Regions from separate parts of the Mus musculus genome. Here all the other regions are linked to region 3. Evidence: chromatin contacts called from public Hi-C and promoter capture Hi-C data. All regions are on one chromosome and are shown on one strand. The core of a region is the stretch at or near the end of the contact, and the rest is flanking DNA. Distances in the headings are between cores, read along the strand shown. Region 1 holds the start of Nlk (nemo like kinase). Region 2 holds the start of Rab11fip4 (RAB11 family interacting protein 4 (class II)). Region 3 holds the start of Ksr1 (kinase suppressor of ras 1).

Region 1 (2,700 bases), core at 102-2,601, 450 kb after region 3:
TAACCAACAATTTTACAGGCAGTACTTCACCTTTTACAGATGATGGGAGCTGAAAAGTTTACTATGTCCTCAACAGCCCATCAGGGAGCTGTAGGCAGGGAGATGCATTAAATACACTATTGGTGTTACAGTCAGGTAATGCAAATTGAGGAGTAGAAGTGGAGAGGAGCTCAAAGGTGTTTAAGACTACTTTCTTGATAGGAAAGGGAAGAGTGGACAGGCAAAAGAGGAATCAAAAATGGCCTCTAGGTTTTGATACACAGTTTTATTGAAAAGAATGTCTGTTAGCCTAGTATTTAAGAATAAATTTAGGTTAAGCAAAGTAATATCAAAGAATGATGTTCTTCTAGTAAAATTTCAATGAATGGAACTTACTTGACCAGAAAACTTTGGGAGATTATTACTGTTTAGGGGCTTTAACGTGTTTTTTTTTTCCCCTGGTTTTTAATTTGTATAAATTTTGCAGTCTTGGTATACTGAAAATAAAGCCTCTTTTTGGTCAAAATCAAGCTTAACTGATGAGTCTACTTTGTTTCGTATTACGAAACCTTGAGTTTTTGAAGCTTAACATGCCTTTTTGCTCCTTCTATTTTTTCCCATATCTTGTACCTTAGAAAGAGTTGTAGATGGCTCCTATCAATGGACCAGTGATAATTTAGACTCCGCCTTCTCCGCCTAAGTCCCGCCCACATCAAAACCACACCTCTCTCTTAGCCCCGCCTCCTGAAGATGTCGTCTCCGATATGACAGCAAATTCTCCACAATGCTATCCAATGGGACATACGAAAGGCGGGACCTATGTCAATCTTTTTTCCCCCATTTGTCCAATTATATATCTATTTGTACTCAGTTCCATCCCACTTAGTCTTCAACCCAAGGATTGGTTTCTCTGTTCTTTGTTCCTGGCTCGTGATTGGTTTTTTTCCTCATTCCGCCCCTCTCTTCTAGCTCTTGCAGGCGGGATTAGCACGCAGCTTCCTGCTCTTTCCAAAAATAAAAAAATAAAAAAAAAATAAAAGAAGAAAAAGAAAAGAGGAGAGAGGCGAAAGAAAAAAAAAAAAAGTCACGGAGATTTTTGATTTTTAATTGGCTTTCAGTCTTGTCGGTCAGGCCAAGATTTGCCTTTTTATTGGTCTGTCTGTCTGCCCATCCTGAACCGGGGGCGGGATTTCCCCAGGAGACCCACACCTGGTTGCCACTGGTCGACCAGTGCGCCTGTCTGAAGCTTCCGGCCAGGGATTGGAGGCGGACGCGGACAGGTGGGCGTGGATTGGCTAGGGCAGCCGGTCAGTGTGAGGCGGGGGCGGGGCCTCGGCGGCTGGTTGCGCGTGTCCGCCGCTGGCTCCGCTCTATCCGGCTTTGCTAGGGGAGGTGAGTCCGGCCGCGGCGGCACCGGCGGCTGAGAAGGCGGCGGCTGAAGAGAAAGCGGTCACGGCGGCTGTGGAGAAAGCGACCGTGGGCACGGAAGCCGGGTGGGGGGGAGGGGGGGAGACGGAGCAGCCTTGAGCCCTGCAGGGGCCGTCGCGCGGGGGACCCACCCGCTCTCCCCCCCAACCCTCCTCAGCACAAGCCGGCGGCGGCGGGGGCAGGAGTCAGCCTGCTTCCGACCGTCCCCCGCCCGCTTCCCGGGGCTCCTATTCTTTGGCCCCGGGACCCTAACCTCCTCCGGGGCGGTTCCCTGTGTCTGGGCGTCCGAGTACTGCCCACCGCTCTTTCATTCCCTCCCTGCACCTTCTTCCCTTCACTTTTGCCGGGGTTTTCTCTCTCCTCTTCTGTCCTGCCTGTCGCCTCTTCGCCTCACTCTCTTCCTCCAGCCTCCTTCCCTGGCTCATTCTGCCTAGGAAAGTTTGGTACATCTCCTCAGTCCCCCCAATCAGGTCAACCAGACTCGGAGTAGGGGGCGATGTAGGAAGGCCTGAGAGTTCGAGGGGAGGGAAGCTGGAAGCTGGTTTCCCTGATAATTTCCCCTCATCTTTTTTGATTTAGAGTGGTTGGAATTTTTTTTTAATTGTGTTTTTGAGGAGGTGGGAGGTGTTTAGAAAAGGATGTGGGAATGGAAGGGGTAGATGAGTCAACCCTCTTACAAGATTCCAAGGGTGGCGTGTTACCAGATCCTTTTCGTGTGCGGAGTTCAGGGGGTCGGGAGGTTTGGCCTTTATTCCCACATTCAAAGTTGGAACCTCCCCCCCATTAAGAATGGAGTTTTAGTATCCACTTGTGGCAGGAATCCTGGGGGGAAGGGGCCCTTTTCCCTTTTTCTTTTCCTTTTTTTTTTCTTCTTATTTTATGTTCTTAACTTTTATTTTGACAACCCATACCCTTCCACACACTCTCACCCCCAAATCGAACACCCAAGATTGTCAAACTTGTCTGGATTGACCGATGAAGACATAAAGCCAGTTCCGCTCTATGTTTTTTGAGGTGGAGTGAGTGGTTTTTCTTCATTTTTTTAAATGGCCAAATGACAGCTTGACCCAGTTTGCTTTCCAATCAAAGGGCATTTTTTTGAATGTCTCTTTGTGGCACAAGAGCCAACGCAAAAATGATGGCGGCTTACAATGGCGGTACATCTGCAGCTGCAGCAGGTCACCACCACCACCATCATCACCACCTTCCACACCTTCCTCCTCCTCACCTTCACCACCACCACCACCCTCAACACCACCTTCATCCGGGGTCGGCTGCTGCCGTACACCCAGT
Region 2 (2,700 bases), core at 145-2,644, 440 kb before region 3:
GCCAGCCCTCTGCCAGAGGCCCCAGTGGGGGCCATCCCCATGCCTGAGGTTTTCTGATTCTGGATCCCAGGTTTCCGCCCAAAGCAAGGAGAATTCTCCACACCAGCAGCCTGTAGCCTCCTGGGCTGCTCAGCCTGCTCAGGTAGAAGGTATTGGCCAAGAAGTGGGACGCTGGCATCCTCTGTAGAAGAAAGGCTGAGGTAGCAGCAGGAGATGCTCCCGAGCAAACCAGAGAGGAGATAAAGGACTTTAAGGAGAACTGCAGTAGTAAGCTGTCTGAGACTGGGGACCAGAGTCCTCACACCTGACACCTGCCTCCCTCCTCCACCTCCTGCTCTCGGGGATTTCCAGGTTCTGGCGAGTGCCCAGCCACCTAGAAAGGGGTTGTCATCACCTCCCACTTGCCATCCAGTACAGCAGTTGAAACCAAGGCCCAGAGGGTCTCAGATGACCTTAGAAACCCAAAGTTCAACCAGGTCTTTTGAATCCAGAGACGCTCAACACTGCAGGGTTTCATTAACACGGTGTCCTGCCCTTCTCTCAGACACGGATACTAGCCCCTGTGAGGATGGCAGGAGGACACTAGCCCAACGCATAGGTATTCGTTACACACTGGCAGTTCAGACCCTGCCATTTCACATTGGCTGACAGTACCCACAATTCTGCTCTCTGCCACCCATGCGGCCCAACACCAACACCAGAGGCTCAGCTAACCACTCCCGGCTTGGTCCTGCTTGGCCCTCTGCAGCCAGCACAGTCTGCTGCCAGCTAGGCCTGCCCATTTAGCTTGAGTGGAAGGTCACCAGGAACTGGACCAGAATCCAGGGTGGCCCGGAGCAGACATCCCTTCTTTTCTAGGTTGGGTAGGTACAGCTAAGGACCAGAGACTGCAGAACATCCCTGCTTATCCCTGTCACCCGTAGGCCTGGCACGGTGCACACATAGCCCTGTGACTTGGTTGTGTGTGGGAGGGGGTGCTCAGAGACTGGATTTTAAGGGCACCTCTTCCCCTCCCCAAACATCAAGGGGGATTGGAGACAGACCAGGGGGAACGGCAGGTGGGCCGGCCGGCCACCGCGGGCATGCCATGTGATCCACAGAGAGGCCCGGAATGTGACTGCGCGGGGTCCCTGCGGTTTCCCCGGCCCGGGGACGCGCCCGAGCTCCTTACCTCCTCTCCTTGCCCGAAGCGCAGGCCGAGCGCCGCGACGCGCTCCACGCGTAGAAAGCCGTCGGGGTCGCGGCCGCACACCTCGAACACTTCGCGCAGGCGGCGCACGGAGCGCAGCAGAGCCGCGGGGGCGCCCGCCCAGCCCGCGCCACCCGCCATCCGCGCCGCCGGCAGCTAGCCCAAGCCCCGCGCTGCCGCCTTCGCCATCGCGCTCGCACCGCCCGGGTCTGCGGCGCGCAGCCTCCGCCCGCGGCGGCCGCTCGTGTCAGCCGCTCGTGTCTGCCGCGCGCCGCGGGCCCGCGTGGGGGCGGGGCGGGGCGGGGCTGCAGACAAAAGGACCCGAGCCTCCCCAGGCTCCGCCCCTCCTAGACCTGAGCTGGAGTTGGGGGGTGGGGGGTGGTTGGAACTCAGCGCGGCCCGTGCACCCCGCGGCTAGCCAGTGTGCACCGGCCGCGTCCTTTGTCAGCGCTGGGTGTTGCAGGTGTTCCTTGCCTAGTATTCGATTGCTGCTTTCGCTTCCCTGGAAGCGGAGACCCCTGAGAAGCCGTTCCGCTTGTTGAAGGAAAGGGATGGGCGCAGTGTGGAGGAGCAGGGAACCTTAGAATGGTGGCGGGTGGAGGGGACTAGAAGTGGTGGTGGGAGGAAGTGTCTTCCATTAGGCTTAGTGTCAACAGGGCCCAGAAACACCGGTGGCTTGGGAACCCGTAGCTCCTGTCCTCTCTTATTTTGCTGGCAGCCTCTCAGAGCTCGGGACTCCATCCTGGGTGTGGACGACCCAACCAATTTTGCCTTCTCCTAGTGAAGTTCAACTGAGCAGAGGTCAAGCCTAGTCTCCCGTCTACCCATCAACCTTGTTCAGCACAACAGACCACTTAGGAGTGGTTGCGCCCAACTCAAGCACAGACCTTGCCTGAGCCCCCAGATATGCGCAGGCTTCTTCCTCAGTCTGTCTCACCTCAGTTCTGAGCCCTTCTTCCAAATCCCCATGCATTTCTAAAACTTTGCTAGGGTGTGCATGGTGGGAAACTCTAAGGGTTATGCTATGTCTTAGTGTCCTCATGTTTTTGATCTCTGGTCAAGTGTGAGCCCAGAGCAATTCAGTGGTGTGAACAGGGAGTGCAGGGGACTTGTACCCAGTTTGGCACAAGGACCACACAGGGCCTCCCTCTCTGAGCCTCCAATTCCATTCTGGTCTTCAGGATGAGTCTTAAATATGGATGTCCTGAGTGGCGACTGCTTAGTCTCCCCTGGAGTCAGGACTCCAAGGGTGAGCCAGGCTGTCCCCCCATTTGATGCTTTACTCTTCCAGAGGTCCAATCTCCCTGGGAAGAAAGCCTTGTGGCTTTAAGGATCAGAGTCTACCGTGTTCATGGAGTCAACCACTAGAGAGGGGAGGTGTACCGTCCTGAAAAGTGATTTTTGTTTTTGTTTTTGTTTTTCTTTTCTTGGTAGGTGGATGCCTCTCTGTGAGGTACTAACACATGAATGAATGAATGAATGAATGAATGAATGATAAATGGAAAGCAGGT
Region 3 (2,700 bases), core at 134-2,633:
CTGAGCTATCTGTCTAACCCAACACTGTTTTTGAGGCAAGACCTCACTATATATGTAGCCCAAGCTGGTCTTGAATTCACTATTTGACCAGATTGGTCTTGAACTCACAGAGATCCTCCTGCCTCTGCCTCTGGAGTGCTGGGATTAAAAGTGTGTACACTTGACTTCAGTTTTTACTTCTTTTTTCGAGACAGGGTTTCTCTGTGTAGCCCTGGCTGTCTTGGAACTTGCTCTGTAGACCAGGCTGGCCTGGAACTCACAGAGATTCTCCTGCCTCTGCTTCCAGAGTGCCACTGCCACCTGGCTCATTTTCACTTCATTTTTATTGCTAGAACATGTGAGGTGGACTGATGGGAGAGGAGAATGAGCAGGTGTGGTAAAGCTTAAATTAGGGCAGACTGGGAAACACCACTGCTAAGACCACTGACTGCTGAGGCTCAGGGTCTCATCTAGATAGTGTGAAGTTAGAAAGGAGCTAGCATGTATACTTGATCGCACATGCCAGCAGTTAATATGGGTGCTGTTAGAAACATAACTTTTTTAAAGAAACCCTCTAGACTAGATGGCTATGACTACCCTATTTGATGTGAAGGGGAAACTTGGGCACTCAGAGGAAAGCTATTTGTCCAAGTTCACATACTGGGTAGACCCAGGTTCTCTCTGGCTCGAAACTCTTAGAACTGTTCAACAAATTAATATTTTGCCCATGTGGCATCTACAGGGTATGGGGGGCACTAAATTTATTTTGTTGAGTAAATAGAACACAGAAGAAAGTCCTTTCTCCTTGCCTGCACAGTAACTTTGGTGTGACAATTCAGGGTCAAGCTCTATGTGAACACAAACACAGCCTCGTCGGGTGTTGTGAGATTTTGATGAAGGTGGGTGTTTCTTTTTCTTTTCTTTTGATAGTGTTGGGGAATCAAACCTAGGGCTTTGTGTTTGCCTGGCAAATGTTCTGCCGCTGAGCTACACTTTTAGCGCATTCCCATACATGGTAACCCCTAAACTCATACAAAAATTTTAGGACCCTCAATATCCTACAAGACAGGGGTTATCTGGGTCTGAGCCATCAGCCCCTTCCCCACCCCATTCGCCAGTCTCGGAAAGCTACTGATGTGTGTGCGCTTGCGTGTGTGAGAAGGGTGTAGTAGTGGGAGATGGGGGTAAAGGAATCAAACTCCCTAGACCACGACGCGCACGAATTGGAGCAGGCGCAGAGCAGCCCCTTCTAGACGTCAGGCGGGGCCGAAGTGCGGGCGGGGCCCCGAGGGCGCGGGCCAGAAAGCAGATGCGATGCGCGGACTACAAGTCCCAGAATGCGTCGCGGCCCCGATCCGGCCCCCGCTGTCGCTTAAAGGCTCCAACAACCACAGCCGTCGGGTAGTGGAGGCTTTCGCTTTGCCGCCGCGTCTGGGCGGGAGGAGGAGCGGACTGGGCAGCAGGCTTTCGGGACTGCAGGCTTAGGCGGCGCCAAGGGGCGCTCCTAGTGCAGCCTTCCTGGCTCGGGGCTTTCCTGCCGAGGCGCCCGTGTCCCCGGGCTCCTCGCCTCGGCCCCCAGCGGCCCCGATGCCGAGGCATGGATAGAGCGGCGTTGCGCGCGGCAGCGATGGGCGAGAAAAAGGAGGGCGGCGGCGGGGGCGCCGCGGCGGACGGGGGCGCAGGGGCCGCCGTCAGCCGGGCGCTGCAGCAGTGCGGCCAGCTGCAGAAGCTCATCGATATCTCCATCGGCAGTCTGCGCGGGCTGCGCACCAAGTGCTCAGTGTCTAACGACCTCACACAGCAGGAGATCCGGACCCTAGAGGTAAGGGGCCGTTGCGCCCCACGTCCGGACCCGGCGGTGGCCCGGGAGCCGCCCCACTGCTTTCCTTCCCGAGTTGCATCCTGCAGCGGGGTTGCTGGCTGGAGTCTTCCTCCCTTTCCCGAGCTCTCTGATGCGGCAGCGTGAGGACCTACGACCAGCTCTCACTTTGGAAGAATTTAGGGGAGGGGGGTGTTAGCGTGGAACTGGATCGAGTCTCGAAGACCAGCGTGCCGAGTAGGATGCACAGGGCACCCCACTGCAAACCCCTTTCCGCCTTCACCCTATTTCCAGTGCCCACAGTAGTCATTGTCCCACTGAATCACGCGCCGGTCTTTTCTCCGTGTGCTTTAAGTCCGGTAGCGTGGGCTGGGGCGATGTGGGGGACGTCCCTTGAAGTGTGAGCGTCGATCGATCGGTGGCACTGACTTTCCCCTCACTCCCCACTCTCCTTGTTGTCCGTTTCTTTCCTTTCCACCAGGTCTCTGCCGCTTTTCAAAAAGTGTTTGCTGAAACAGCATTTTTGCTGTTCAGGCGTTGGGGTGCTTGTCTTTGGAGATGTCACAGCGGTTCACTGCTTAAAATGAAATTACCCTTTGACTTCCCTACTCCACCCCAAACACTGAGCTTTGGCCTAGGAAGGATTATACTGGGGAAGGGAACCTTTGGTAAGAACAGGCTACTTAAGGGGGTTGCTGACAGAGATAACCTGGAGTGCAATGAGGAAACAAGATGTGTGAGCTCTCTTCTCTCAAATTATACAGTTGGGAAGTGCAGCATTAAAACGATTTGGAAGAACCAGCCAGAAAGGTGGTTGGCATTTCAGAAGGGGACGCTCCCCCACCCCCTTACACATTGGGGGGGAAACTAGTGCCTTCCCAACTTGCTTTTGCCCAGAGACT

What was found. Promoter capture Hi-C pulls out the DNA fragments that hold promoters and counts their contacts. A called contact is a pair of places that touch in the nucleus more often than the background predicts.
Region 1: a Hi-C map of pre-B cells shows a contact between it and region 3, with 4 times the contacts expected there. The contact joins the promoter of Nlk here to the promoter of Ksr1 in region 3. A contact is called at or near these places in 5 of 39 promoter capture datasets (cranial neural crest, hippocampal neurons, liver and 1 more), 1 of 484 Hi-C or Micro-C datasets (pre-B cells), 2 of 115 datasets of contacts at active chromatin or transcription factors (CD8 T cells and embryonic stem cells) and 1 of 9 other capture datasets (liver).
Region 2: a promoter capture Hi-C map of neural stem cells shows a contact between it and region 3. The contact joins the promoter of Rab11fip4 here to the promoter of Ksr1 in region 3. A contact is called at or near these places in 6 of 39 promoter capture datasets (cranial neural crest, frontonasal cranial neural crest, liver and 3 more).

Annotation. Positions count from the first base shown.
Region 1 is chr11:78,696,076-78,698,775 of GRCm38.p6, reverse strand. It overlaps Nlk (nemo like kinase), which reads left to right and starts at 1,351. Exons shown (of 11, transcript NM_008702.3): 1 at 1,351-2,700. The coding sequence starts at 2,510.
Region 2 is chr11:79,589,906-79,592,605 of GRCm38.p6, reverse strand. Rab11fip4 (RAB11 family interacting protein 4 (class II)) reads right to left here and starts at 1,394. Exons shown (of 15, transcript NM_175543.3): 1 at 1,172-1,394. The coding sequence starts at 1,330.
Region 3 is chr11:79,145,156-79,147,855 of GRCm38.p6, reverse strand. Ksr1 (kinase suppressor of ras 1) reads left to right here and starts at 1,383. Exons shown (of 19, transcript NM_013571.3): 1 at 1,383-1,801. The coding sequence starts at 1,577.